Linked DNA regions of Sus scrofa: regions 2 and 3 are each linked to region 1. A link is a contact called in public Hi-C and HiChIP or PLAC-seq data. All regions are on one chromosome and are shown on one strand. The core of a region is the stretch at or near the end of the contact, and the rest is flanking DNA. Distances in the headings are between cores, read along the strand shown. Region 1 holds the start of TMEM189 (transmembrane protein 189). Region 2 holds the start of SNAI1 (zinc finger protein SNAI1). Region 3 holds the start of SPATA2 (spermatogenesis-associated protein 2).

Region 1 (3,849 bases), core at 358-2,857:
GTGCTTAATAAATATGTGCTGAGTGAATGAATGAATGACCTTAGCAGTCTGTTTGTCCTTCACCCATCTTGTGCTGCACTAGGAGATTGATAGACATCAGCAGTAACCAGCCATCGCAACCTGCTTGGAGGTCTGGGACACGTGCAGAGAGCTTGGGAAGCTGTCTCCTTGAAATCTGAGATCCAGCCCCCATCAAGGCAAAACACGTTAAACTCCTGGATTTGAAAAATCGAATGGTGTATGCTAATAATACAAGGCCACCCACTTTTGCCAGAATTCATCAGGATTTGGGCTGCAACCTGTCCCTGCTACAGAAGCATACTTTTCTTTCCTGGGAGGAAGTATAGAAGGAAGCAGGGAAGGAGCACAGGCCTGGCTGGAGACAGCAGCCACCCGGCACAAGAACACCCAGGAATCACACCTGAGGTGACTGGCTTTTCCTAGCAGCTGAGAAATCCAGGGCTTAAACCCTCAGAACACCAGAACAAGGATGGAGCTCCAAAATACATTCTAGAAGGGGTCTTATGTCCGGTCCCTGCTCCCCCTGGGCACCTCTTGGGTCCTTCCGTGGCCTCCCATTTGGTAGCACCATATGGAATTTATGTGAACAACTATTCTGTACTTTGTAGCCAGCTGGACGTGTCATTTACCTGCTGAGGCAGTAAAGTCATTTGGCTGAGCCTTAACGCATTCAGCATTTACTGAGCTTCCAACAGGAGCCCTATGCTGAGCCAGACACGGCGGTTCAGCTGTGAACCACCCAAGTCCCGGCCTTCGGGAGCTTGCTTTCTGGTGGGGAGGACGCGAACTCTTCACCGCCTACGACAAGCACTGAGAAGACAAAAGGGATGATGTCACAGTGACTGGCGGAGAGGAGGGAGCAACTCAGAGTGGCGCGGTCAGGAGGGGCCTCTGAGGAGGCAACACAATTCGTTATTGTAAGAACATGCTGTTGTCCAGCCCTTGGCCCGGCGCCTAACAGGTCTTAAGCGCTCACCAAATCTTAGTGACTCTCAGCAGTTTCCTGTCCTCTCCCTCAGGAGAGCAGGAGTCCCCAGGGGTGAGTCAGGCTCGACGTCTCTCGTCCCCCGGCGCGCCGCGCACCGTAGGGGTACGCTCGGTCCTCGCGCGGCAGGGCCCAGAAGCCGGCCCGGGGTAAACCGGTCCCAGCCAGGGAGCACTGTTTAAAGTGCCCAGGAAGCGCTGGCTCCCCGGCCCCGACCAGGCACCCTCCACACGGGTCCCTGGCACAGAGTAGACGCTGGACTGCGCGTGCTGAAGAGACGCCGCTTCTAGGTCCGCTGGCGCAAGACCTCGGCCCTCTCCACCGGCGGGTAAACCGAGCCCGAGGTGGGCGTCCACACTGCCCGCGTTCCGGTGCGGTTGGCGCCGGAGACGGAGCGGGACCGGGAGAGAAGCGCCGCCGCCCTACGCTTCCGTGCCCAGCTGCGCCAGCTGCGGTCCTGCCCCCCGCTCGCCGCGGTTGGCTGCGGCTCAGCGGCCGCTGATTGGCCGGTGTGGCCCCGGCGCGGGTCCGGATTGGCTGTGACGCGCGGCCGGGCGAGGTCCCCGCCAGCGCCGCAGTCGCGCGCGGTGCTGGGCGGTCATTGGGCGGCGTGATCTCGCCGCGGTTCCGCGGCCCTGCCGCCGCCGCCGCCGCCGCCAGCAGAGAGCACCGGGCGGGCCAGGCGAGTGGCCATGGCGGGCGCGGAAGACGGACCGGGCCAGCAGCTGGAGCTCGACGAGGACGAGGCGGCGTATTGCCGGCGCTGGGGCGCGCAGCATGCCGGGGCCCGCGAGCTGGCCGCGCTCTACTCACCAGGTAGGACCTCTGGGCCCCCCTCCGGGCCTGCAGTCACCCGTCCGAGCTACGGACAGCGACCCCCAGTCCGCTGTATCGGAACCCCTGCCTCAGGCCTCGATGCAAACTCCAGCGGCTTCTAACTTGCAAATAGCACCCCTAAGTCCGGGACCCCACCCCTGCGCCTCTTCCAAGCCCAAGCTAGAATCCCAGTCCCGGGACTTTCTGGATGCAAAAACAGTCCCCAGGTCTAGAAACTGCCATATCAGCTCCTCGGGCAACAAACAGCTCCCATCATCCTACCAGATCCAGATCCTAGCCCAGGGTACCCGCGGCTGCAAAGAGCGTCCCTAGACTTAGGAACCACCCCGCACCCCAGGACCCCGTCCAAGCTGAAGGCAACCCCTCAGCCACATGCACCGTCCTCGACCCCCCCAAAAGTTACACCGTATTCCAAGTTCCCCAGATCGGAAGTTCACACTCTAGGGCCCCATCTCTGCCCTAGCCAAGGCCCTGGACTTTAGTAACCTCACCCCACAAATCTGGGCACGTTTAGGCTCCCTGCTCTGGGAACATCAACTCAGGGTCCCACAGCTAATGGGTTCCCCAGAAACTTTTCCTCCAAAGCCCCATCCTGTATTTATAGATTCCATCTGCAGACCACCCTTCCCTCCTCCTCCCCTCCCCCCAGCATTATCTCTCACTCCATACTTTGGAATCCTAGGGTGGTGGGGGCACTACGAATCTTCCATTTAAGCTCCTCTCATATACAAGCCCCAACTCCAACCTTCTCCCATGTGTTTATATTAGCCCCCTCTATTAGGACTTGAGGGTCTCCAGAGGTTCTGTCCCCAGGCCAAGGGCCCTGGCTTCTTCCTGCTGGGCCTACCATTTCTGCTCCGGCAAGCACCAGCGCCCTCCCCCTTCTCTGACTTCCACTTGAGCTTCAGGAATCTCATTGCCAGGTTGCAGGAAGGCCAAGTGTCCCCAGGGGTTAAGGAAGTGCCTTTGAGAACTCTGGAGTCAGGTGACTGGGAGGCCCCTCTGCCTGGATGTTGCCATCACACCAAGCTTTGTTTGTCAAACGTTCGGACATCTTTCATTTTGCCAGGGTGTATCCACCATGTACAGCCCTAGCCTGGGGCAGGCATGAGTCCACTACCACCTTTGGCTTTGTGCCCTGACTGGCCTGGGTTTGCATACCATCTCTGCCATAACTGTGACCTTGGGCCATTTGCTCTCTCTTTGTGTCCTAGCTCACCAGAGGCCTTTCTAGACTTGTAATTCCATGTTCTGTTTGTAATTTTTTTTCATGCCTAAGTTGGGCACCTGGCCCATGCTGCCATGGTTTCTTCAGCCTGTTCCCCAGACACCCAGTCTGTGGCCTTTAAAACCTCCTCTGCTCCCTAAGACAGTCTGGACCTGACTTCCGGACTCTACTTCTTAGCTGTATGACCTGGGCCAAGCCACTTTCCATCTCTGAGCCTCTGTTTCCTCACCTCTAAAATGGGAACAAGGTACAGTTTATCTGTTCCTCAGTATCATTGAAAAGAAGAAATTAGATCATCTCCCTTGGCCAGTGCCTGGGATACAGTAGGCAATCCCTGTTATTAACCCAATAGTTGAACCTTTCCTGTGAGTCTCGGAGTAAGCTGCCTTGCCTCTTTGGTCCTCAGACTCACCACCTGGGATCAAGGATTCAGGGGCCCCCCTCCTTTGGTGTCCAGCTCTACCCACCTTCAACCAAATCGTACGTTGTCATTCTAAGCCTCCCCAGTGGACCACCATCTCTTCATTCCCATGATTGACCCTCTGTCCACTTCTGGTTTCCCCAAGTGCCCCTCACTCTCTAAAGAACAGCCACTTGGGGATCTAAGGCTGCAATCTCCTGGTGCCCCACACCTGCAGTCAGAGACCTTATCTCCTCCTGACTGCACTTGGGGCAGGGCTGGGAAAAGTGCCTGGGTAGGGGGAGTGAGGAAGGAAGAACGGTTTCTCCAAATTCCATCCTCCTCCCTCTGCCTGCCTTTGTCCCTTTCTTATGTAGC
Region 2 (3,515 bases), core at 47-2,546, 150 kb after region 1:
AATTGGCCCAAGCCTGGGAAGGCAGCATAACTCTCGGCCTCCAGGGAGGAGGCTGAGGTGGAAGAGAAGGACGAAGGAGCCGGTGAGGGTGGGCTGGGGGGCTGGGAGCCTTTCCCACTGTCCTCGTCAGACAGGGAGGTCAGCTCGACAGCCCTGGGGATCTCCTGGGGCAGAAGGGAGGCCCAGCCAATCGGCTGGGCTTGGGGTGCCAGGAGAGAGTCCCAGATGAGCGTGGGCAGTGAGGCGGTGGGATTGAGGACCTCAGGAGGTGGGATAGCTGCCAGCAGGTGGGCCTGGTCATAGGGCTGCTGAAAAGTGAACTCTGGTGGGGAGACAGAGAAAAGGGCAAAGTTAGGCATTAAGTTGGTCAGTCAGTCTGTCAGTCAGCAAACATTTGCCTGATGTGGGCCAGGGGCTGAGTGGGGTTGGCACTCCGTGCTTATTAAATGAATAAGAGAGGGTTACTGCTTTTAAATGAGTAAAAGACAGGTTTCTGCCCTGGCAGAGCCCACTCCTCAGCCAGGTCACCCGTTCTTCCATCTCAACTTCCAGATCTTACAGGAAGGATCCCTCCAGCTCAGGGAGGTCATTCCTAGGTTTCCTTCCTCCTGAGCTGACCAAGTCCCCAGCCTGAGGAAAGACCCCAGCACCCTGGCCCCTAATCGCCTCGGCTGCCGAGGCACTGCGCTTGTCCCAGACCCCCTTCCATACACGTCTCTCCTCCTGCCCCCTCCCCCCAAATCCTCTGGACTCCGGACTCTTCCCAGACACTGGCCGGCGGGTATCCAGACACAAGCCTCTTCCCCCCATTTCAGTGCTCTTGGGGCTCCCCGCCTCTCGGCGCCTAAAAAGTCCCCTCAGCCCAAGACCACCGCCCTCTAAAAGCCCTCTCCCAATCTCCCAGATCCACCTGCCCGGGGCTAGTCACATCCCTCTCCACGTTTCTCCAGGCCGTATCCTTTGACTCGACTTTGGGCCCTCGACTTTGGGCCCTCGATTTTGACCCCAAGTCCCTTCCCCTCATATGCCGCCCCCGCACCAAGCAGCCTTCACCGAGTGCTCCCCCCAACCCCCCGGGGGTCTGGCACCCCATCCACTCACCTGGAGAAGAGTCGTGTAGCTCGCTGTAGTTGGGCCTCCGTCGGGAGCAGGCGGGCTTCCTGACGAGAAAAGAGCGCGGCATGGTGGCCGAAGCAGCGGGGGGGTCACGGGGTCGCGCAGGGATCGCAAGGCCCTCCACCCGCAAGGCCGTGCAGCTGCGCTGTGAGTGGAGACGCGCCTCCAACTCCCTTAAGTACTCCACCAGCGTGTGGGCGGGGGCCGAGCGCTGCCACGCCCCCTTTGTCACCTCCAAACCAATCAAGGAGGGCCTTCGCCGGAGACCACGCCCCAAGCAGGTGCGCCTGGGGCTGGCGGGGCTCGCGCCGCGTGGCGCTGGGAGCCGGGTGGGGCAACTGGGACGCCGGGCTGAGGGCGCTGCTCTCCTCGCTCCGCTGCGGGCTGCCGGAGGCGTGGCGCCAGGAACCCCGGCCTAAGCCGGACCCCCTTCGGGACCCGTGCGCCCGCCAGCTCAGCGTGGCACAGTCGCCCGCCTCTGGCGCCCCCTGGCGCCACGCGCCGTGGGTCTGGGCACCTGACTTTCCGAAAAAACCGCCACCGCCTCGGGTTTGGGAAGGGGTGGGAAATTTCCTTTGCCCGAAGGGTGCCTCGCAAAGAGCGTGGGATTGACGAGGGAGGGAGATAGGCAATGGACACCTTCAGGTGGCTGCTGGCCGTGTGCAATGCCACAGCCTTTTCTGCAAAGCAAACGGGCATCATCTAGAAAAAAATGCATCCGTTCCCTCAATTATCACATGTTTGCGGAGTGCCCACTAACGTGCCAGGCACTGTTCCTGGAGCTGGGGATACAGCCCTGAACAAAACACTCAGGGTCTCTGCCCAAAGGTAGCACCCCGTCCGGTAGAGGAGACAGACGAAGTAAACAGACAATTCCAATGCAAAGGGAAGTGTGCTTTGATGGGGGGAGGAGGGGGAGACCACAGGGCACTGTGACAGTCAAGAGGCGGGTCACTTGACAGGGGGTCGGGGGCAGCTTCCCAGAGGAAGTGAAGAAATACTGAGGGGAAAGGCCTGAGGTAGGAATCAGTAACTATTTCAGAGCCGCTGAGAGCAGCTCCCAGGGATGGGGGTGGGGTGCAGGGCAGAGGGGTCAGGTCTGCTGGGCGTCCAGGGCCTGGAGGAGTTTGGACTTTGCCCCAAGGGCACTGGGGAGCCAAGGAAGAATTTTCAGCTGAGGAGGGACCTGTTGAGAGTTTGAGAAAGACTGGGCAGGTGGGAAAAAGAAGAAGGGAAGGCAGGGGCTGCCATGGTCTCTTTGCTTGTCTGGGGTCAGCAGTACTGTCTGAAGGACCTAATGCTGGGCTCCACCTGGGGCAGGGGGTGGGAGGGCACTGACTGATTCAATGTGGGGACAGCTGTACCCTTGCGCTCAGCGTTCCTGTGAGCCCACCAACTTTGAGAGCTATGCCAGGCCTGAGGGAGAGATGGGGCACAGAGATAAATCCACAAGCCCCACCCAACTTGTTCCCACCTGTGAAGCAAGGACCATGAACACCTGTAAGCCTCTCCACTCCACACCTAGAACAGGGCTGGGACAACTGTCTGTTTGGGTCATAACAGCGGTGAACAAAACAATCTTCCTTACCCTGTTCTAATTGGTGAGGGGAGGGTAAGGTGGGGGACAGGGCATAGGCAGTCTTTAGGAAGAATATATCCCCTTCTACATCTCTTTAGTTCCAGTCCCTATTTTCCACGTGCCTCCAGAGGGAGAGAGTAAGGCTGTGTCCCTCTGCTCAAACCCTCCCCTGTTCCAATCTGCCTCAGAGTGAAAGCTCTCTTCTCCACAGGCCTCCACCTGCTGATCTGACCTCTGCTGATCTTGTCTGGAGCCACTCTCCTCCGCTTCCCCTGCACTATGATTCCCCGCCCCTTTTTCTGTTCCTCCACATCCCAGCCCTGGCCCACCACAGGACCTTGGCACCTGCTGTTCATCATCCCTGCCCCCCCCCAATCTCTTTCCCCCTAGATCTTCACCTGGTTAGCTCCTTTGCAGTCTTTGTTTCAGTGTGAACTTCGACAACTGCTCAGCCTCATTAGTAATGACTGAAATGCAAATTAAAACCGAAGTGAGATACAATTTCACACTCATCAGAAAGATAAAAAGTTAAAATGTGGTCAATAGCAAGTGTTGAGGATGTGGAGGCAGGAGGGCTTTTGTCCTGTGCTGGTGAGAGTGTCATAGGGACAAGCCACTTTGGAAAAGTTTGGCATCATCTAATAACAGGTGATTCTCTTCCCAGCAATTCTACTTCCAAGCCAAATGCATCCCAGAGGCTCTCAGCCCCCACCTGCAGATTAGATTCCCTGAGGGAACGTTAGCCTGGGCCCCACCCCCAGAGTCCTACTGATTTGATTAGTCTGGGTGGGGCCCTCTGGTATTAGCATTTACAAAACCT
Region 3 (3,618 bases), core at 616-3,115, 200 kb after region 1:
TAAATAAAGAGCTCCAGGTGTTCTGGGGGGGGGGGGTTGTCAGGTTTAAACCTATGTAAAAATCCACTGTGATAAGAGCTGAGATGATATTATGAAAGACAGGAGTTCCCGTGGTTGTGCACTGGTAACGAACCCGACTAGTATCCCTGAGGACTAGGGTTTAATTCCTGTCCTTGCTCAGTGGGTTAAGGATATGGTGCTGCTGTGAGCTGTGGTGTAGGTCATAGATGCAGCTCAGATCTGGCACTGCTGTGGCAGTGGTGTAGGCTGGCAGCTATAGCTCCCATTTGAACGCTAGCCTGAGTACTTCCACATGCCTTGGGCCCTAAAAAAAAAAAAAAAAAACAGTCAAAAAAAATTATGAAAGACAGTGCAGTTGTGGAGAATCAGAGAAAGGTAGGTCTTTGCTTGCAGAAATCTGAGAAAGTTTCAGAAAGGATGCGTGGATTGAGCTGGGGCTGGAAGCCAAGAAAGCAAGGAAGGGAAGAGGGGAAAGGAAGAACATTTGTACTGAGGGAACAGCAATATAGAGGCACAGAGGCCAGAGGGGCAGAAGAGCATGGTAAGTGCCAAGAGCCAAGACCATGTTAGGGAAAGAGAACCTAGCATAGAGTGGGCTCTTAGTCTTCATTAAGAGGCTAAGTTAGAACGAGCTGTTCAATGGCAGATACGATCAACAAAGTCTTGAGTATGTGCTAGGTATTTTGCAAGCACAAGGATTTAGAGCAGGGGTGAACCACAAAACCAGAGCTCAGAGCAACATGGTGGGAGACAGATCCATGAAGTGAAGTGACAAGCCACCAGTGTTGATGCCAGTGTGGTCTATACTGAAGATGTCTGGAAAAAAGTCACGAAGCAAGGAGGCAATATTTTGGCTCGATCTTTCCTAACACTGGCTTCCATTTAGGGAAGTTGAGGGCAGAATTTAATCATTTTCTTAAACAGTAACCAGATTTTAAAAACAAACTATTTATACATTATTTTTTAGGGCCGCACGGAGGCATATGGAGGTTCCCAGGCTATGGGTCCAATGGGACCTACAGCTACCGGCCTACACCACAGTCACGGCAATGCAGGATCCGAGCTGCATCTCTGAGCTGCATCTGCAACCTACACCACAGCTCACCGCAATGCTGGAGCCTTAACCCACTGAGCAAGGTCAGGAATCAAACACGCATCCTCATGGATACTTGTTGGATTCCTTTCTGCTGTGCCACAACGGGACCTCCATTTTTTTTCTTTTTTCTTTTTTTCCCTTGTTTGGCCGCCCTACTGGAGCTCCTGGCCAGGGATCAGATCCCAATCATTGCAGTTCCCACCTAAGCCCAGGCCAGATCCTTAACCCACTGAGTGAGGTCAAGCATGGAACCAACATCCTCATGGATACTAGTCCGGTTTTTAACCCTCTGGGCCGCAAGGGGGAACTCCCCCCTCACTCTTAAACACACCCTGCATCAACAGTCCTCTCAAGGATGAGTTCAGTCTCGCATGATACTGGGCATCAGACTTACTTTTTTGGGGGGGGGGTCGTGCAGAAGTTCCGGGGCGAGGGATCGAACCCACGCCACAGCTGCGACCCGAGCCACAGCAGTGGCAACCCGAGATCCTTAACTCGCTGCACCACCAGGGAACTCCTCACTTTTTCGAAGCCTACGGCATGTCCACCTGTACAATGGGGGTGAGGGATCCAACCGTCAGCTCCTGCCCAGGCGCAGCTGGGAGTTCAGTTCGCAGATCGTCTCTGCAAGGGGAAAGTCCGAGAGGTGGAGGCAGTCTGCGCTTGCAGCTGAGCAATCCTATCCCGGCTCCAGGCCGGTTCCCATGACAACCTGGCCGGCCACCTTCCCGGGCCGATGGTTGCGTCACTTCCTGTCCGTTTATTTCCGGGTCCGAGCCCGAGACGCGGTAGCGGTCCTTCAGACCCTAAAGCAGGATTCCGCGGCTTCTCTACTCACTCTTCGGCCTTCCACTTCTTCCTCCGCCGCGGGCGGGTATCGGCTTCTGCCCGGCCCAGCGCGCAGCCGCAGCACAGCCTCCATTTGGACCCGCCTCCGACAGACGTCACTTCCTAGCTGAGTGTTTCCGGGTCGCCGCGGCCCCGGGGTACTGGTCTCGGTCCCCTGCAGCCGGCCGGAGCGGCGAGAGCCCAGCCGGGCCTGGCTCCGGCGGCGGCCGCGGCTCCTTCTTGCTCCCCTCGTCCGGGGCGTCCTCGGCTGCAGTGCCGGGGTGAGTGCGGGGCGGCCGGGGCGGAAACGGCCTCTGGGGCTTTCCCGGGCGGAGGGGGCGCCTGTTCGGCGGGGCTCGGCCGGCCCGGGAGCCTCGTCCCTTCGCGGCCGTCGGGGCCGACGGGCCGGCCCGCCTTTTGGGCCCTTCAGCTAGTAGTCTTCAGGATCCTCAGTCTCTCCGGCACGGGCTGGCTCTCAGACTCCTGCGACCGGCCATGGGTGGCTCCGGGCAGTCAGGAGAAACACCCCTTCTTCGGCGACTAACAGCAGCAGGACACCCCGATTCCACCGTGAGGCAGTTACCGCGCAGTGGTCCTCAGCCCAGGCTCTGGAGGCAGGCTCTGGGGTTTGTACTCACTCTGTGACCTTGGACAAGTCACTTTATCTTCTGAGTCTCAGCTGCCTAAAATTAGTTAAACGGGGAGTGAAGCTGCCTTATAGGGCTGTGGTGGCGACGAGGCGAGATGATGCACGTGAAGCAGTCTGGCATACAGCAGGCGTCCAGTAAATGACAGTTGCTGTTATTCATTCACAGACCCGTGCGGAGGGCCTGAGTTAGGGACTAGGATGTTTTTCACAACGATGTGGCCCTAAGAGGCTGTGGGAATTATCAGGCTGGGAATAGCAGCCGCCAGCTTCTGACCTCTGCAGGGAGGGGACCCTGGTTCCTTTAGAGCCCCTTTGAGGGTGGCAGCTGCCACTGAGGGAGCCCGGTTTCAGCTTCACTGAGGTTATTTTCAGAGGTTTGGAAGCCCTCTCTGAATTTGCCTGGAATCGAGTTGGGGTGTGGGGACCCTCTGGCGTTTCACAACGAGTGGAAGACTGGTTGGGATGTGTCTCAGGGGCCTCTGGCTTGGAATGAGTGCAGAGGAGTGGCTGCGGAGGTGGAGGGGGTTGAACTGAGCTCCCCTTGTTGCTGTTCAGAGGCCAAGGGAACTCTGAGCTGCCTGAAGCTAGCTAGATCCCTGGGCTAGCTGGTAAACCTGTGCACTGGGGCCGTGCTGGGCCCAAAATAGCTTCTGCCTGTGCAGGGAGGGGGCGCCTTCAGATGCTGCTTGGGGAATGTTTCTGCTTGAATGGGCCAGCTGAGGTAAAGCCAAGCTCATGCTTTGCTATCCAAAATCATTTCCATTCCGTTCAGTGGGGTTTTAAACATACAGCTTTCCTTTGAGGTGTTTACAAAAAATAATAATTTAAACAGCTGCTGACTCCCTGACTGCGATATTTCTCTCATCATTGATTTGCTTTTCAAAGGGGGCCGGGATTGTGGGCGCAGTAAGTGCTGACCAGGCCTCTTGGCTCTGGGCACCCGCCTGATTCTGTTAGGGATGTTCACCGTGCCATTTTTTTTTTTTTTTTTTTTTTTTCCGCCAGACTGGCACATCTTGGCGTT

The links. A called contact is a pair of places that touch in the nucleus more often than the background predicts. HiChIP or PLAC-seq counts read pairs in DNA pulled down with a chosen protein or histone mark.
Region 2: a Hi-C map of undifferentiated spermatogonia shows a contact between it and region 1, with 2.5 times the contacts expected there. The contact joins the promoter of SNAI1 here to the promoter of TMEM189 in region 1. A contact is called at or near these places in 3 of 5 promoter capture datasets (fetal liver, liver and skeletal muscle), 23 of 47 Hi-C or Micro-C datasets (alveolar macrophages, blood, embryonic fibroblasts and 13 more) and 2 of 2 datasets of contacts at active chromatin or transcription factors (alveolar macrophages and skeletal muscle).
Region 3: a contact with region 1 is called in an H3K27ac HiChIP or PLAC-seq map of alveolar macrophages. The contact joins the promoter of SPATA2 here to the promoter of TMEM189 in region 1. A contact is called at or near these places in 1 of 47 Hi-C or Micro-C datasets (liver) and 2 of 2 datasets of contacts at active chromatin or transcription factors (alveolar macrophages and skeletal muscle).

What each region holds. Positions count from the first base shown.
Region 1 is chr17:51,695,739-51,699,587 of Sscrofa11.1, reverse strand. It overlaps TMEM189 (transmembrane protein 189), which reads left to right and starts at 1,607. Exons shown (of 6, transcript NM_001205093.1): 1 at 1,607-1,822. The coding sequence starts at 1,699. It overlaps LOC102164659 (a long non-coding RNA gene), which reads right to left and starts at 1,462. Exons shown (of 3, transcript XR_002339851.1): 1 at 998-1,462.
Region 2 is chr17:51,544,227-51,547,741 of Sscrofa11.1, reverse strand. It overlaps SNAI1 (zinc finger protein SNAI1), which reads right to left and starts at 1,296. Exons shown (of 3, transcript XM_021077961.1): 1 at 1,102-1,296; 2 at 1-322. The coding sequence starts at 1,183.
Region 3 is chr17:51,499,147-51,502,764 of Sscrofa11.1, reverse strand. It overlaps SPATA2 (spermatogenesis-associated protein 2), which reads left to right and starts at 1,865. Exons shown (of 3, transcript XM_021077959.1): 1 at 1,865-2,226.